Linked DNA regions of Rattus norvegicus: region 2 is linked to region 1. The links are chromatin contacts, called in public Hi-C maps. All regions are on one chromosome and are shown on one strand. Each heading gives the region's core, a stretch centred on a gene start, on an enhancer-like site or on the middle of the called end of the contact. The rest is flanking DNA. Distances are from core to core; before and after follow the strand shown.

Region 1 (4,356 bases), core at 1,229-3,728:
AATAAGCAATTACCACACAGCATCATCTCTACAGCCCTGACCTCCTGCATCCTGCTGAGCCTCACGAAATTGTGAAGGGTTTTACTGTGTGTCTTATTAAATCCTATGCGCACAGAAAGTATCAACTTTGTAAATTTTTGTAAATATTTGTTTATTGTATGTGTATGTATGTGCCACTGCACGTGTGTAGTCAGAAGACATGTGGGAGTCCCTCCTCACTCCTTGCACTTTGAGAGTCCAGGGACTGAACTCACGTTGGCAGTCTTAGTGGTGAGCGTTTTTACTCACTAAGCCAAACTGCTGGCCTGGTTCATCTACTTTGTTTCTTGCATTTGAAGAAAACTTACAAATATTTTTGAACTCCTTAGACGTGATTAAGTAACTAAAACTGAAAATAAAAGTTATTTCACCAGAACCAGATCTCTGAATATTTAAGAAAATATCTGACAGGGCTGTTTCATGCGCACAGTAGCTTTTGAAGAGTAAGGTTCAGACTGTAGATCTCCTCCTACTCACTGCAGCTTTCAAGGACTCTGGGCACCTAACTTTTGAGTTCTGTGTTATGCACCTAGAGTGAACTGAAAGACCACGGCCCACCATGATTTCATGAACAGTGCTGTGGCCCTGCCTGGCCAGAGATGGATGGGACACATCTTTCCTGGAGTAAAGACACGTTCACCTGTTTTACAAAGAGTTCTCGGGAAGCTCAGGAACCATTGTTAGACATTAAAATAACCAGGCATGCGTCAATGTGTCAAATACTTCTAAAACATGACACCATGAGGCATTTTAGTAAAACAGGCAATGAAGTTCAGCGTCACAATGACCAAGACAGCTGCTCTAGAGGGCAGGAATGGGTCTCCCCTGCAGTGGGTCAATCCTGCACCTGCAGTGATCGTGCCTGTGTGCTCAGCTCTCTACAATGACTTTCTAAACATGCTAAACTCAAAATACACTTTGTAGTCCTTATTTTATTTGATGGGTTGGTGGTACACAAAAACACACCCCAAGGGAGAGGAACAAGAGACAACAAATTACAGCGATTCATGTATGCAGATGCCATGATGAAATCCATCAGTTCATATACTTACCTGAAAAATTAAAACGTCAAAACCAAACCCTGAAGCCAAACTGTCTGGCTCAAATCTTGATTCCGATATCCTTTTGCTCTGTGACTTTGGACCATGTTTGAGACTCTTTTGTACCTCAGAGCAAATCTCTTTGTTTGTAGAGTGCTGGCAGCATACTTGAGTAAGTTCCTCTTATCTGGAACCTCTGATCACCTTTCTTGAAACTGGTCTGTTTACTGCCCCCTCCCCTATGGCTCAATTCCACTTCCACACTTCTAATATGTCTTTTTGTGTAGGGCAACCCCTCAGCAGGTGAAGCAATGCCAGTCTAGTTCTCCTGTCTGCTTACCCTGAGCTCAGACGAACCAAGCGTGCCAGCTCTTTCTACATGTCCTTCGCATGCCACATCCTTGTCTGGAATGCTAATCCACTTCTCTGGAAACAAGCCTTCACTGCAGCCACACACTGCTATACTTTCCACTTGTTTCCCTGCTCAGTTTCCTATACCAGCTACTTAGAACACATACCAGAGGCCCATCGTGTCTTCCCTTTGTCCACTGCCCCGGCCTTTACCACATTCTTGTTCCTCTGTTCACCAATTTCCCCTCCCCGAGTTCAGTGCCCCCTGAGATGAGGTAGAATGCGGTGAGAAGAGTCTATGTGGACAAAAGTTAACTCGACGACAAAACTTCACACTGAAGGAAACGTTCTACAAGCATTTATTTCATCGCTGACCACTAAGTTGCAGCATGCAACTCCCGACAGTGAGCTGCCACCGCCCTTCTCAGAGAGGCACCAAGCGCTACGGTGCAACGACTCAGGTTTGCACTACGGTGCAACGACTCAGGGTTTGCAGTCTTACAAGGTTTCTGTTGCCAACATCATTGTTTACGGAGCAAGCCTTTTAAAGACTTAAAAGCAGTTATTCTCTATAAAAAGTCATTTTGTATTTCATGCACAAAACTCTAACGGGTAGATTTATGTTCATAATAGAAGAACGTTTATTCTAGTTCTGTACTTATTAGGAATACAGTAAGCTTCCCCCCAGGTTCTCATAAGGAAGTGAGACTGTTGTCCCCCCCGGAACAGGGCAGCAGTGATGATCCCTAGGGTTAGAAAACTGCTTACCAAAAGTCTTTCCAAAGATGTTAAGTAAGAAGTTGGCTCATTTTCCAGTACAATTTAAAGAAATGTTTGCAGTATGTGCAGGTCTTATAGGTTATATTGTAGCCCCTTGTGATAATAACCAAAAGGCCTATTCTTCCCACTTAAAAAATTCTACCTCAGAAGGGGAAAGGTGAAATCTCCATTATCCCTGAGCAAAAAGGGAAAGAAGTCTGATGTACTCTCATTGGTTATAGGAGTCACACTGTCCACGAGCCATCTGTCTCTAAAACATTCCTGCAGAATTTACATAAGCTGACTCAGGAATGAGGCTGGCTCTCAGAGATGTTCTCCATAAGCTTTGTGAGCATTTGTGTTTGGGTAGCTGATCTGCAGAGATAAGAAATCTAACTAACTACCCTGCTCAGTACCACCACACTCGCAGTCTGTGAAAATCCTACAGGCTATCTGTGGGACAGGAGACCATGAGTTTAAGCAAGTTATGTTGTAAAGAAAGCCAAGAAATGGGAATGCACAGACAGAGTGGGAGGAAGGGGCAGGGCAAAGCCGAGGTCTAAGCTGGGCCTTTCTTCCCCGAAGGCAGGGCCTCTGACCACCCTGTGCCACACTAACTCTACAGAGCCCAAACAGCCCCAAATAACAATGTCCCGAGAGAGTTAGAGTGAACGACGAGGAAGGTGGACCTCTGTAAGTTCAAGGCCAGCCTGGTCTACATGAGTTCCAGGACAACCGAGACTAAAGAGACCCTGTCTCAACAAAACAAAAAAAGAAAAGAAAAACAAACAACAAAGAATAAATGACAGAAAAAAATTCATCCTTTTAGTCAAGCAATACTATATAATTTCAAGGCATATTAATATAATTGATTTAATTCCAAAGCAACTGTGCAATAAGCAAAATATAAAAGAAAAAAAAACAAAAAACAAAAGTTAACTTCCTACAGCGGCCAACACACAGGACCTGTGCACCGAAGCAATTAACCTTCACATACTTTGAGTCTTACTTGAAAGTTAATCACACATGTAACCAACAAAGGAATGTCGATTAAGGTTAGGACTCCCCAAAGGGAAACTCTGACAGAATTTCAGGATGCTGCTAGAATGGGTTGGCTACCTTAAATCTCACTGATGGCTCCATCAGAGAGACCGCCCCATCTCTGCTGTCTCACAAATGTACTGGGGAGGGAAGAAACAAAACAGACAACCTACTGTTCCCTAATACATATGGCTTAGCACCCAGAGAAGGTCTCTGCCCCGGAGACATCCACATGGGTCAAGCTTCCTTAAACGAGGCGCCATCTTTCATTTCAGGACAGGTCTTTTCTTGCAAGGTCTTTAGAGGCAGAAGTTCCACTTGGGTTCTAACACACAGCCCTGTGAGCTCAGTTTCCTGAAAACATACACCTGCTGGGTTCTAGGTTCTCCCTTACTAGTGACGAGGCTTCACTATCTCACAGCCACCAAAACCGCACATACACTATCAGCATGATGAAGAACACGGCTACTGCTGCAAGCTTGGCGTAGGTGGAACGCATGTTCAGGTACTTCGCATCCTGGCGGTATTTCTTAGATAGACTGGACAAATTGTTAGCCTTCGAATCCAATGCTGAAAAGATAAAAACGGGAAACTTTAATTAGACCTCAAGTAGTTTATCAAAACATTAAGGCATAAAAATAACGAACATGACTGGTGGAATAAATAAGCCATGGAGTTTAAACTATGTTTAATAATAAAATAATTGTGTTACCAAATCTGAGTAGGCACACCGACTGTTTAGAGTGATGGTGTCAGCAGGTTAGTAACAGCAGCTCTCCCGCCTCAGTGCGGCGGAGGGCCTGAGCATGCGAGGCACGCAGAGTGAGTGCTCAGCACTACCTGATAACTGTCTGTGGTTTCATTTTTTTAAAGAAAGATCTACTTATTTTTATTTATGTGTACAGGATGCCCTAGAAGTGAGAAGAGGGCGTTGGATCTTGGGGTGTTAAAGTTACAGACAACTGTGAGCCACTAGATGTGGGTGCTGGTAAACAAATTTGGGTTCTCGGCAAGAGCGGCAAGCACGCTTAACCTACGATCCATCTCTCTACCCTTAATTACCCTATCTACACGCTAAGTGGTCTAAATCACATGCAAGAAGACTAGGTAACCAGAAATGCTCAAT
Region 2 (4,356 bases), core at 573-3,072, 180 kb before region 1:
TATGACTCTTGGACATCTCCAGCAACAGATTTACAAAACAGCCTCTTGGACCAGAAAGCAGTTCCCAAGAAGGGGCACCGCCCAGCAGCCGGAACATTCCATCTCCTGGCTCTGTGGGTTCATGCTACACCTTATGTTTATCTTAGAGTATTTTTAGCCTGTGTGCTCCCCCTTTGACCCTGCTGATTTGCTGAATGTTAAAAACAGACAGAATATGATTCACTGACATTTAAAAAACTAAGTCCGGTGAGAAGTCTTCTGTAAATCCTGAAGGAAACCATAACAGGCTGTCCCTTGGCCATGCAGTGGGAATGAGCCTGCACTCTGAGGTCAGACGCTTGGGGCAGAGCCCTGGTTGCGGGCACTGAGAACATCACTCTCCCTCTCTGCTCTTTGCCCTCTCCTCAGTGCCACAGGGGCAGCAGCAGCTGTGCCAACTAAGTGAGATGGGGTAAGCATCTTGGTTCCTAGCTCAGAGTACACTGTTCATACAAATTAGGCATCCTCTTCCTCTTATGCACTTCAACAGGTCTGTGTATTTAGTTAGCTCCCACCTATCTGGGAGAACAGCTTTCAGGATGCCCAAATTCACCGTGCTGCCTCAGTGGGTCGTGGCACGAAACATTCAGCACACCGGCTTCTCAGTCACCTGGAAGAACCGAGGGCCACCAAAGCCACAGATGCTCCTGGAGCGCCCACATTACCGCTGGCATAGAGAGACTAAGTACCCAGCATCTCTTCACCTGGCTCTGGCTGCCCTTAGGCTCTGCCAAAAGCTCTAAAGTGGGTTGCTCACCTGGGGAGCAGGTAACCAGACGGCAGTTCCTAAGGGTACTATTATAGACATCTGCATGTGTATGGTAATGTCCAGAAAGAGCATGATACACCGTGTAGCCTAACAACGGAACCTTTACCATAATTAGATGTCAGGGAGAGCCTAGGCTTCCTCTGGAGCCTTCACGACAGTTGTCCAGGAACATAAATGACACGGTTGATATTAGCAAGGAAGAAGAGAGCGTGTGGATTGTACTTCACCTATGGGCACATGTGCGAATTCTCTAGAGGGCCAAGCCTAAGGAAGGGTCATATGCAGTATTATCTTCATCTACTTTCTTTTCATGGGCAAAATGATCTTGCTTACTGTAGCCAAACTAGTTGGTGGTCTCCTCAAATTATGCCCTCCCCAAACAGGCTCCCAGAAGAGGCAAGACCCAGGACAAGCAGTCAGTGTTTTCATGCAGGTTTACCTTGGGCACAGCTTTACAGAAGGCAGTGGCTGGAGGGAAACAAAGGTGGCTTTGGAGGCATTAACTCCAGCACAGTGACGGAAAGTTACAGTCTGCTAGGAATTCTCAGGTAGCAAGAAACACGTGACCTGAAACGCTAAGGGAAGTGCTGTGTTTCCACTTAGCAAAGGTCTGGAAACAGGAAACTGGTTCAGAGCAGAACAGAAGCAGATTGCAAACCTTCCAGAGACGACGAGAAACAGGAAAAGGGTGAAAATTTGATTTTTACTTAGGGGCCCCTTTCCCAACTGGATGGGCAAATGGAGGCCCCGTCCAAAGGCAAGAGCATTACCTGTGAATCCCGGAGAGCACACACAACTGTAACGGTTGATGCCGTCCACACAGGCTCCGTGCAGACAAGGGTTGCTGGCACAGTCATCAAAATTAATTTCACAATTAAGGCCTGTAAACAGAGGCAGAGAAATGATTCTGTATCACCACAGGAATGTCGGCACTTCTGCCTGTGGTGCTCCACAGTCAGAAGCCTGAAGGGAACCCAGGCACTCCGAATAGAACAAAGCAGCCCTTCGCCAAGTACAATCCACAGAATCCAGGACTGAGAAGCCAAGAGGACTGGATTACTCATACTTAGCCATGATTTGTCCCTTCTACTCTGTTGTCATGGAAACAGCACAAAGGCAATATAGGTAAAACTGTCAGCATCTCAGCCAGGATCCAGGCTACGGGCCCCAACCAGATGGACACAAATCTACACACCCACAGCCAAACAAACACGTGTCCGCTTCACAGCTTTGGTGAAGACATTAAAATCTGCCGCTGTGGAACTTGCAAACTCTCAGCCCTCGGGTTGAGATAGCATCACAGACAGGAGGAGCAGCCGCAGCCCGAACTGTGAGCTGTCACAGCGGCATCCTACACTTCTAGAATCCCATTTTAACTAAAACAAAACAAATGAAACAAACAAGAAACCACAGTGCATTAGTTAAAGTGCATGTAAGAAAGCTTTGTGGTTCCATAGACTGTTTTGTGGAATATAGACAGGTAAAACTCCTGGACCAAATGCCACCATGCTGGTTCACTCACCAACGTACCATCTGTGATCACACATTTGTTAATAACTACCACCTCTATGCTAGTTCCATAAGCCTTCCCATGTTGATGAGGCTAACCTCGAGGACCATTAATTAATAGGAGACAAGCTTCCATATTCCTGTACACAAGGGCGGGCCTTCTAGCCATCAGCCCCTGATCCATGAAGCCCTAGCATGCCAGCACAGTTTTAGTCCCTGGGGTCATGGTTCAGTTGAACTGGGAATAACACCCAGTCAAGCTGGGCCACAGCATCTACACTGACAGAGCAGCCCATTGGGACTCAGGTCTGCAGCCGTCCCGCCTGTGCTGGGATGTTACTGCTGCTTAGAGTCCATGAGAGGCTTCTCTGCTGTTGCTGAATTGTCTGCTTTGCTGTTTCTTCTAGTTCAAGCCATTTTAGTTTAGTTGAAACTCAAGAGAACTAATTAATTACTTCAAGAGTTTATCATCGTAAAGCACAAATGAGAGAAGGTCCTAAAAGTAACTGAGTCTATCTCGCTTTAAGCATCCAGATAGTGCAAACCACAGGAATGGTTAGCAAGGCTATGATGATTCCTTCCAAATGTCAAACTACTAACAGAGACTGCATGATACATGCACATTGTCTATCCACATTGTCTACTAAGTGGGCTTTCCAGCCAGGCCCGCAGCACAAGCTTCCTTTCCACTAAATACTGACCAGCAACTCCGGATGTTGCCTGCAGCTCTTTGCTCTAACTTTTCAAACTGCTGCAGCGATGGGTTTGGCCTCCCTCTGCATGCTGCCTGCCGCAAACCATGAATATTAACTTCTTGCCTCTGTCCCCCGAAGGAAAGTCTACCTGATACACTCTGGCAAGAGGATATAATCCAAGAGGAAAATAAGTTCTTGCCAACCCACCACTCACCAGGTTTCCAGCATGTTGGTTACAATGAGGGAGACAGCAAGGCTAACACAGCCCCTCCATTCTAAAGACTCCTATTCAACTGCTTGTAAATCTCTCACTTTTCCTTCGTACTGCAATTTCTCATGTCTGGGGACCAGCCCGGAAGCAAATTGCTTTTGGAAGGTTTCACAAAGCTCTATTCAGCCCTTTGAGGGAGTTATCTAAATGTGGGGAGGGGGCCCGCATTCTCAGCTGTGAAGGCATGGGATGTTTTTCGTATGCTTGAGCAATTCAAAAAGGACTTTGTTTTCAAACTTGGCATGTGTGAGGCCCTGGATGAAGACCAGGACCTTTGACAAGTTTGAAGAAATGGATTTGAAGGAACACAATAAAAGCAGGGCAGCTACCCACTCCCCTACCTCTGCCCCTTCCATAGGCCAACTTCCTTAAGTCCAGGATGAGTCCCCAACAAATCACCCTGTGTATCAGGCAGGTCCTCTGCTCAAAAGGGCTCACACTGGTTAATCTTCCACTAAGACATTTCCCTTTGATCTCTCACAGTATCTCTCTGTCTACAGCTATAGCTGTGTCCAAGATCGTTCCTCTCACAGGTAAAATGGAATTCAGGGAAATCTGTGAAATGCCCACTGAAACAGCTCCAGAACTCCCGATAGGAGAGAGAAGGCCCTCGTCCAGCAAGTCGCCTCCCCTCCCGGCTCAGGTGGCCTGCGAAGAGCCCTAGGCATTTTACTTCGCCACTACAAAGGTCTTAACCTTTGCCTGAAATTCCTGAGGCCCCACCAGACACACGGCAGAAAGAAAGTTGTCACCTTAGACCAACAATCCCAGAGGACGGAGTGGCAGACGGAGGGAGGGACTGTCCTACCTGAGGTACCCGGTTGGCAGTTGCACTGGTAGCCGTTCACCAGGTCGATGCAGCGTCCATCATTCAGGCAGGGGCTGCTGTAGCATTCATCAATCTGGTCACTACAGATGGCTCCCATGTACCCGGGGTTGCAGATGCAGGTGTAGGAGTCAATCCCATCCTGGCACTGGCCATGGTGGCAAGGATCCGGGTCACAGTTGTCGATGTTCTCATCACACAGTGTGCCAGTGAATCCTGCAGAAGGAATTTTAGTGAGGAGCCTTTG

Evidence for each region. A called contact is a pair of places that touch in the nucleus more often than the background predicts.
Region 2: a contact with region 1 is called in a Hi-C map of prefrontal cortex, with 4 times the contacts expected there. The contact joins two enhancer-like sites. A contact is called at or near these places in 9 of 12 Hi-C or Micro-C datasets (the A7r5 cell line, frontal cortex, hepatocytes and 5 more).

What each region holds. Positions count from the first base shown.
Region 1 is chr2:188,208,198-188,212,553 of GRCr8, reverse strand. It overlaps Sec22b (SEC22 homolog B, vesicle trafficking protein), which reads right to left. Exons shown (of 5, transcript NM_001025686.1): 5 at 2,989-3,800. The coding sequence ends at 3,646. LOC134485662 (a long non-coding RNA gene) reads left to right here. Exons shown (of 2, transcript XR_010063892.1): 2 at 1-2,736. Among named protein-coding and RNA genes, the nearest start is that of Sec22b, 22 kb to the right of the region's middle. Within about 2 kb of position 2,478, at least 9 of the 93 cell types and tissues checked have an H3K27ac peak or open chromatin away from gene starts, as enhancers often do. A contact at or near this core is called in prefrontal cortex, where this site is marked.
Region 2 is chr2:188,387,122-188,391,477 of GRCr8, reverse strand. It overlaps Notch2 (notch receptor 2), which reads right to left. Exons shown (of 34, transcript NM_024358.2): 11 at 4,092-4,325; 12 at 1,579-1,689. Among named protein-coding and RNA genes, the nearest start is that of Adam30, 52 kb to the left of the region's middle. Within about 2 kb of position 1,822, at least 40 of the 93 cell types and tissues checked have an H3K27ac peak or open chromatin away from gene starts, as enhancers often do. A contact at or near this core is called in prefrontal cortex, where this site is marked.